Linked DNA regions of Oryzias latipes: region 1 is linked to region 2. A link is a contact called in public Hi-C data. All regions are on one chromosome and are shown on one strand. The core of a region is the stretch at or near the end of the contact, and the rest is flanking DNA. Distances in the headings are between cores, read along the strand shown.

Region 1 (4,723 bases), core at 291-2,790, 300 kb after region 2:
AAAACAACATAATCATAATTAAAAATTAGAAAATCAATATTGGTTCATCAAAGTTCAAATTTTACATTTCTTTCGAGGTAATTGTGACATTTTTGTGGAATAAAATAAGGTTTTTAGTTACAAAATATTCAGCGGAATCATAAACATGTGGACCAATTCAGGATTTTAGCAGTTGTCACCAACAGCTTTGGATGCTTTTCTTCCACCTTGAAACTTAAACAAAGGAACTAATTTCCTGCAATCCAAAATACCTAATCAGAATTATAAAGAGCTGCCTGATAAATTCATTGTTTTCCACTCATTATTATATAAAAGGGCATTTAAAAAAAAGATGAAGAGAAAACTATGAGGGTCTTCCGCCAGTATCATAAAATCTACATAAACACGTCTTGATATTAACAATTGTTTTAAAAAAAACATTTTTTGTTATTGATCATCACATGCTGCTCATCTTCCTATTGGCTTCTTTGTGAACCTTAAGGTGTTTTTTTTTTTCTATCTGCCGTTGCGTCTTTGTTTCAACCCTCCGCTGCTTTACTTTAACTCCAACAGCTGTCAGTAGGAATCAAATTCTCGTGTTGCATCTGCCCGACTCCAAAAGTGAAATCCATCTTCTCCTTCCTATTCAAATACTCGCTATAATGCGGCTGTAGTGGCTTGAAACTTTTACTACATTCTCCATTTATAATACAAAAGCAGCAGTGACTGCATGAGCTAGGAGCGCCATCTCTTTGGAGAGCTGATAGATGGCTTCCAGTTGTGTTTTCCAAGCACAAAAAAGGCACTTTACAAAAAAAAAAAAGAAAGAAAAAGAAAAAGAGGGGTTGCAGAGTCCAGAGACTTTGAAAGAATTGGGGGAGGCCTGGCCAGCTGGATGCTCAAAGGCTATCGGGAAGCCAGTTTGAGTAAGAGCCGCTCTCAAAAGGGAACAGGGACTGCAGCCAGAGATTATTTTAAGGTAGGAAGTAGCTTTCATTTTTTATTCCTCCAGATCTTATCTGAAGGTTGCAGACAGTGGGGCATCCTGTGCAAGAGACGGCCAGATCTCAGGTGTGACTCCAACGTGGATAGTTGCTCGGCTATACTCGCGATTTAGGTGGAAAAGGAGCAAAAACAAAGCTCCAGAAACCAGGCCAGGCATCATGGGTATTTCAGTGGCATCATATTTTGTGAGGCAAAAAGCTCACGTGATCAAAAACGTTGGTCTGAATCCGTGGTTGCAGTCGTCGTCGTCGAGGCAGAACCAGGTTTTTAGTCCTGCCGTTGCTCAATTTCATCACAGAAGCTTTTATTAATGAAGGTTTTCCAGAGAAGTCTTCATTAAAACAGCTTGTTTTTCCTCAAACACCAAGTCATATGCATAAAAAGACTTAAAATGCAAACCTTCCACGATCGGACATTCCGATCACACAAATCAAAACAATCAATCAACAGTGCAAGAAAAAAGGTCTTCCCGGGGTCAGCTATCAGCACTGAAGCTATAAAGTGTGCTCCTGGGGGAGGGAAAGGTGAGTCGGAATGGCAGCAAATGACTCGTCATAGTCAGCTCTTAAATAATGCATGAGGAGTGTTGGAGCATGAAGAGGCAGACAAGAGATATGCTGATGGGGATGGGAGGAAGCAAGAGAGAATACCACTGCACTTTGTTATAATTAGAAGAACTCCTCAACTTCTACAAGATTAATGCAGAGGCAGGCATTTCCCAGCTTCAACCGCACACTCCTGTCAGAGCGCCGCACAAAAAGAATCAAACGCTTCTCAGCCCCAAGCCTCAGGAGCTCGCTATCCAAATGGAGAAAAGTATTAAATAAATAAATCAGACCTGTGACATCTATGGACAATTTTGCAGTAACACGAAATCCCTGCTGTCATCTCCGTCGCACAAAACTGTGAGTACAGATGCAATCGTCAGTGCTTTAACACTAAACCCCGAATGAATCTTTAATTCAGACTGCATTTTACTGTGAAAAAAAAACTAACTTCTGTTAAAGATCAGGTCTTAGCATGCCTCTTTTACAGGAGATCTCAGAATTTGTGGCTGAAATGCAACTATTGGTCTTCTACAAACAAAATAGTCTGTATTTAAGGGAGGGAAAATGCAAAGGAGGAACAATAATGTATCTTTGCTTCAGAAAACATAAGCAACAAAAAGGTTATCCTGAACTTCCATCAGCCCCTGTGGGGCTTTCAGCCGTTTCTAAACCACTGAAGGAGAAATAACACAAAACTATTACACACACAATGACCACTAATGTTCTCAGAAAGGACGTGCAGATGTGAGGAAACTAAAAGAGACTTTGAAACAGATTATTCACAGGATCGAAATGAGGAACACCTATTTAGTACTTTGCATTCAAATCCCCAGCATAGATGAAAGAAAAATGAAGAGCCTTTATTTATTTTTTTTAGCACTGAACTTCAAATAGCTTCTTGAGCTGTAAAACTGCATTTATCCTGTTTTAATTTGTATCAAAGCTCCCGACTCTCCCTTTAATGGTGGAATCTCATGTCTACATCCATGCAGGCCTGAGGGATACTGTGTCTGCAGGAGTGCAGGAGGTTGACTCCTCTTTAACTAATCATTTTAGATCATAAACCTCCCGTTTCCTCCTCGCTTTCATCCTGCTGGAACATCACTGACTCAGTTATCTAATGTGACGGACACACGTGGAGGTTTGGTTCATTCTCCTGTACATCCCCCACCATGTCTACCCAAAGTATAAACCGTTGACTGGATGTGAGAACTGGACGTTCTTGATAATCAATATTTTTTTCTGAAAGTTATTCAGGTTATGAGCAGACCAATTAGATGATCCAGCTGGCCCCCACGTCCACAGTTCTAAATGTTTGATGGATTTTGTGTACAGTGTTGCCTCGTTTTCGCGGGGGACGCGTTCCCTAAATAACCGGTGATATGTGAAATTCACAAAGTAGGATTACAGATGTTTTAAGGCTGTAAAAGCCCTGACTACCACTTTATAGACTTTATTTTCAAAGTTCCAAAATTTTATAGAATGAAAACAAAGATTTGATCGCGATCAGAAATGCAAATTTAGTAAACTGAAAGCATTCTTGACTGAAAATGTGTGAGGATACAAAAAATAAACCGCAGCATAGCAAGGAAACGCTGTATTAGTCAGTGCTCTGCTACCTTGTTAACATGTTCTTGCTGATCCTGTTTTCTTCCCCTGTAGTTTAAGTTCTTCAAGTTATAAACTGACCAATCAGAGGCCTCAATAAAAGTCGGGGGAGCCTGCTGGCCTCTGACAGATTCCGTGTAGCCCGTTTACAAGTGGTAGGGGTGTGGCCTTCCAACTAACTCACTCCTGATTGGGGAGAGTGGCTGCCATAGAAACGACAACTCAGACCAACTCGGGCCAATCACTGCTAACTTCTGGCACCAACATGGCAGCGGCTGTATCGCTAAAAAAAGAAGCGACTGAACTGACTTTATTTGGTTGGAGCCATTTTCTATGGATGACGTCCCCCTCACTCAGTCTAGTTCCTCAGATACTGTTGATGGCGTAAACTACATTTATACGTGATCAAACACTTCAGGAGAGCGGTCACGGTGCACCACCATGACGTCCGGTCCACATCTTTCAGTCGTGAAAGGACGGCGGCCGTTTGTCATCCTCACGACACACTTTGCAGACTTGATGAGATGTCCAGATCAATAAAACATCCCATCTGTGCCTCCTGAAATTAAGGAGATCAGTCACTTTCTCCGATTTCTATATCCCCGTCTTTCCGTTTCACTGACAAAACTCTGTTTTTTCTGCACATTGAAAACAAAACAGAGGCTGGGAACCAGTCGGTTCATGTAGCGTAAAGCGTTAGAGGATACCGTTAGTGACGTTACCGTCTTCACTGGTGTCAGACAGAAAAGGAAAAAAAAACAAATACAACCTAAACATGCTTCAGTAGTAAAATCACACGTTTGCAAGATTATTCAGTGTTTCCACCTCTGCTGCAGAGGAAATGGCCGGTGGGATGACAGTACCTGCGGTGCCCTCTTCACAGAAGACAGACATGCCCTAATGCACCAGCAGCTCCAGGAACTGTTGAATATGTCAGCCTGCGTTCGCTCCTACAGTCACAGGGGGCCATGAAGGCTTTCTGGGGAAAATATCTGCTGCCCCAGCACACGCCTGCAGAGGCGTGTGCTGGGGAGAGGCGCAGTAATGCGATCCGCAGCGGTCGGCTACTTTTGAATAATGCCAGTGAACGCCGTCCTTGCCGAAAGATGAAAATATAGCCGGGCGCCTGGCGAGGATCTAGCGAAGCATGTTCATCTGCCAGATTGTGACAGTCCTGACTGTCAGAAACTCTGACAGCGCTAGGAAAATGAGGAAAAACTGAGGATCAGCGTCAGTGTGAATAAACCCTCTTTAGGCCACATCCTCAGAACTTGCATTTTCATTCATTTACCGCTATGATCCACTTCTTTACTATGAGCAGATGTTATAAAGGTGGATGGAAATTTCTGTATTTTAAGCTTCGCCATCAACTGTACTTGCAGTTTGTTTTTTTTCAAACAAATTTATGACACAATTCCAGTGAAACTTGGCGTAAAGTCGGATCTTACAGGCATTCCATATTCTGTCCATGTAGACCAAGTAGTGTTAAAACATCCAGTTGTATTTGTAGAGAAAGAGACATTATGTCCATTTTATGAATTCTTTGTACAACGTCTTACCAGTCCTCTGTCGTTGGTTGTACA
Region 2 (4,738 bases), core at 1,201-3,700:
TCAGACATCTTAAAACACAACCCGTGTCTGATAACAAAAGAACCAAGAAGTCAGATAGTAATCACAGACACTTTAAAGTTTATTGCACAATGAAAGAGTATGTTTCATTTAATTGTCTGTACAATTCGCAGCTATTAATTTCTCTCGTTCATAGTCAATTTTCAAATGGTTGGCACTTCTGTGTTTTAAAAAGGACACTACCAACACGTCACTACCAAATCCCTGATTAGTGCAAAGTACAACTGGTTTAATTTTCAGAGCGCATTTAATTGCACAGTGTTTTTTTCGTAGAGCCCAATAATGGACTTAAAAACTTGCAAAGCGATGCATGATCATGAGAATTTTGTTCACGGAAGCCCAAAACATGCATGTATGTACCTTTACTTAAGGTACCTACACGCCGGCTGCATTTGGCGTTTTCAAGAATGCTTTGTGCGCGGTTACATGAACCTGCATTAATCCCGTGGTGTTCACACACGCAGCGAGCAGCAGGGAGGGAGATTCTTCTTCTTCTGCTTTTCTACTGTTTAATAGCGCTTGTCCGCCTCCTACAGTTGGTAGAGGCTTGGTACATAACGCCGAAGCGGTACAAACCCTGTTCAAGGTTTTTCATTTCACAGCTGTATTCTGTTATGTCCAAGATTGTGGTGACAGCCGAGCAGAAACCGCAATTATTAATTTCCGTGGTGCAGCGGTAGGGCAGTCGATCTGTGTTCGTAAGATTGCAGGTTTGATTCCTGCCTTGCACGCCATTAGTCGAAGTGTCCTTGGGCAAGACACTGAACCCCCACCTTGCCTCTGGTGGAAGGTTGGTGCAGTGTTCGGCAGCGTGTGAATGTGTGAGTGACTGGGACTGTGACTGTAAAGCACTTTGGGCCTTCAAGGAAGGTAGAAAAGCGCTATATGAGTATACGCCATTTACCATTCCCTTTGTCATCATGTTCACAATGGTTGGCCCTACTGTGCTTTGAAAAGGACCCTCCCTACATGTCAATCCCAAAACTGAGTCCCTTGTTGGTCAAATTTCAGCAATGTTGTGATTTAACAGCCAAAAACGGTTGAACTTCCAGCACGCTATCAATGAACCCTCGTTTTGTACATATAGCCGGCAAAAAACATGTGTACCGACGAGTGAACATGAGAGTTCTGGACGCAGAAGCCTGGAAAAAGGGTTGATGTGTGTTTACAGAGACTTTTCATTGGAAGTGTGGTTGTACCTTTAGACCCTCAATAGAAAGCGTCATTCGAACGCGCATTTCCAAGCCCGGTGTAACGGTATCATCAGACGAAACAATGCTACTTCCTTTTCCCTCCTGACAAGGACAAAGGTCAACCGCAGAGAACAAATTCTACACACCCAGGTGGGTGAAGACTAAGTGGACTTTAAGTGTAGAAATTGTGCATTTTGGGTTAAAGAAAATCACTAAAACACAAGCTCTGATTAGAAATCATTGCAGTACCATGGCTCAAGCTCAATGAAAATGGTTCCATCTGCAATAACTTCAAGGGTTTGACCATAGATATTATAACAATTTACCCTTTGGTGTATCACAAATATGGTCTCACCGTGTAACCAACACAAGAGCAAGTCAAAACCATGGCGGTAAAGCACAGGTCAGGTAAAACTGGAGCATAAACCAGCTGCTTCACAACATCCATTGGGTGAGCGCCACCAACTGGTTGAAATGTCTGCAAGGTTACAGTCTTCACAGAAGACCTCCTGCTGCTCCAAAGTTTCCTGTCTGACTTAATTGGAGGCAGGTTATCTCCAGAGCATGCAGAGATAAGGCTGAACCATCTGAATGTTAACACAAGAAAATCTGCTGCATTCATGCATAATTAACTGTTTACTCCAACAAACGTGAAAGTCCTCTGTGGAGGAGCCACATTCTCTTTACAGCTACATCAGCGTCTATCTTTTCTTTTTCTCCTTTTCTTAATGTCTTTGCTCTTCGGCATCCCACTGCTAGTGCTCATGGGAAAAAAGCAGGTCAAAGCAAAAGAGGCATTGATTTTGTGCTGCTTGTTTCTCGCCGGAGCCATGCTGATTTTCATTGCTGCCTAATCAGGCTTCATTTGCTGATGCAAATTAAATGTGATTACCAGCATTTGACCAGAAGGTAGAGGCTTTTGGTCTTTACATGGAGTCAGCAAACAATTATTTTCAAGATATTTATCAACAAATTAATGTAAAAATCTAACTTATTTGTAAATGTGCCTCCATTCTAATTTTTTCCAGCTGCTTATGAAAAAGTTGGAATAGTTTATTTAAATTTGTGAACTTCTCAACTCCTCTGATGGCTGCTATTGATCCAGACTCCCCCGGATAGGAAAGCTCCGTGGACTACAGTTCTGCAGGAGACTGCAGTTGCACTCCGTGACTGGTGGGAGGCGCTGTAGGGCTTGTCAGCAAAACAAAGTGAAAGGGGAGGAGCAGCATCGGGAGTAAAGTGGCCACACGGTGTGCCAGCCCTTCCGAACAGCCGGATCTGCCGCCGCGCGCCGAGCGCAGAAAGACGCGTCAGTCCCCCGGTCCGCAGCGTTTTGGTGACGTGCGGAGTCGCGCGCTGTCAGGCCACTCTCTGACCAAACGCACAGCCCTGCGCCACGCTCCCTGCTGTAAAATGCGTCTGCGGTCTTTGCGGGATAAAGACAGCATCCGGGCATAAGCAGCGCCGAGGCGAAACAAGGACAAACGCGGAGGGAACAGCGGCTGCGAGCGGCTGGAGAGGTAAGCGCGCGCACGCAGCGTCGCCGGACAGGAGTTCCGCCTCTGAATGAATGAGGATAAAGAGGATCAGTCCCAGTGCCAGTCCGGAGCGGAGTACCGGAGCGCACCGAACGGTTTGTGCGCAAGCGCTCCTGCGCTTCAAACTCTACGCTTTAACTCTCGGCTCTGACTGATGGCGCATTCCTGCAGCCTGAAAGAGGGCAAATCGTGTGATGATCAAAACTATGTTTGCACACTTTCTGTACAGTGTATGCATGATGCATTATTGAGAAAAAAAGACGCAAACAACTTTATTTGTCCTAAGTTTGACAGGTAAACGTGACACCTGACTGTCAGTTTAATCCCACCATCTTCATCCAGAGAAAGTTGGTAAATGGTAAATGGCGTATACTTATATAGCGCCTTTCTTCCTACAAGGACAAAGCGCTTTACAGTCACAGACCCATTCACCCAGTCACACACACATTCACACACACAGTCTCACACTGGTGGTCGCTCCGCTGCCAAACACAGGCGCCCGCCTACCACCAGAGGCAAGGTGGGGTTCAGTGTCTTGCCCAAGGACACTTCGACTCATGGGCATGCAAGGCGGGAATCGAACCTGCAACCTTACGATCATGGGACGACCGCCCTACCGCTGCACCACGGCCGCCCTGTTCACCTGCGTTTGTCTGCGCTCTGGTCTTGGCAGAGACGCCTGCTTACAGGCTCTGCCACCAGCGTGGGCTCCTCTGTATTAATAGATGTGCAGCCGGCTGACGCGGCTGCGTTTCCTCTCCTGAATGGATGCGCTCCCGGTGTTGTTTACTGAAACGGGCTGAGCATGTGCAGCAGGAGGCGGGCGCTCTCCTCCAGCAGGCTACCGTAAATGAGGGCTGGGATTAAGGGCTTTAGTCCTCCTTTCCGCGTGCAGACAGGGAGCTGTGCGGTCAGGGATGTAAGGCTTCATAGCTGGAGCCATTTGGAGGAGGGAGTCCTCTCCCCAATACCTGCGCTCTCCCTCTATATGTTTGGAGTAACCAGTCTGGATGGAGGCGGATGACCATCCAGCAGCAACAATGGCGCTCCAAACACCTGCTTTGCTCGGCAGATCTTCATGGGGATGGGTTGTAGTTTCTTAGGTTTTTGGAAAAGTCAATCAGGAATAATTATTAAATGTGGTTTTTGCAAGAACTGCTTTGGGCTGAGGAATTCATTTAGAAATTACCCAGAGGCCTTTATCCTATTAGCAAAGGCCACCCGAGAAATGACTCTTTTGTTATGGTCAGCAAATTGCAACCAGCTCAAGGCTGTTTTTATTTTATTTATTTATTTATTTTTCATGCTTGACCCCAGAAAGCAGAGGGATTCTGCAACCTAAGGAGTGTCTAATTTGACCACGGCGGCACCTTTTGAAACCACCTGATCCTAAAGGTGTGGGTCGCAGGTGAGGCCGGAGCAGCTCTGAGCAGTCAGCGGGTTGTTGCTGACTGCTTAAGGCTTGCTTGGGACTCTTCGCAAGCAGAAGCTGTGTGGGGCTCACAACAGCAATAAGCCAGGATCTTGTATTTTTAGTTTTTCCATTACGGCAAACAGAAATACTTCAGTTCACGACCACATCCATTCCTTTTCAATCTGAAGTACTTGCAATTCCTTATTTTTTTTGTTGCTTTAAACAAGAATATAAAAGTGGAGAGGCAATTACGTTGATTCTGTTGGAGCTGTGGGCATCAAAGTCAATCTGGACCAACACGCTCCAATCTAATAGAAATGGAAGAGCAGTTATGTCTGGGTTTTTTTCTTCTTCTTTTTGCGCCTTTGGTGGAAGATGAAATCCATTTTGCTCACAAGGTTAAAGTGTTTCCTTTCTGTAGGGGGGTTTTTAAATCTGCGCCTGAGCTCCTTCTTACCCAATTTTCCATATAATGATTGTCTGTTTCCCAGTTTATTTAAATGTGCCTCTGTATTTTTTTTAATTTTTTTAAAATCTTCCTCTGAAGGAGTTTGTCAGCAAAACAATCACAGGGA

What was found. Hi-C and Micro-C count contacts between places; a contact is called where the count stands out from the background.
Region 1: a Hi-C map of embryo shows a contact between it and region 2, with 2.5 times the contacts expected there. The contact joins the enhancer-like site here to the promoter of klhl29 in region 2. A contact is called at or near these places in 3 of 5 Hi-C or Micro-C datasets (embryo and fibroblasts).

Annotation. Positions count from the first base shown.
Region 1 is chr24:2,919,376-2,924,098 of ASM223467v1, forward strand. All of the region lies in intron 24 of atad2b (ATPase family AAA domain-containing protein 2B), which reads right to left. Among protein-coding and RNA genes, the nearest start is that of atad2b, 30 kb to the right of the region's middle. Within about 2 kb of position 1,541, at least 2 of the 8 cell types and tissues checked have an H3K27ac peak or open chromatin away from gene starts, as enhancers often do. A contact at or near this core is called in embryo, where this site is marked.
Region 2 is chr24:2,619,262-2,623,999 of ASM223467v1, forward strand. klhl29 (kelch-like protein 29) reads left to right here and starts at 2,451. Exons shown (of 15, transcript XM_011491437.3): 1 at 2,451-2,731.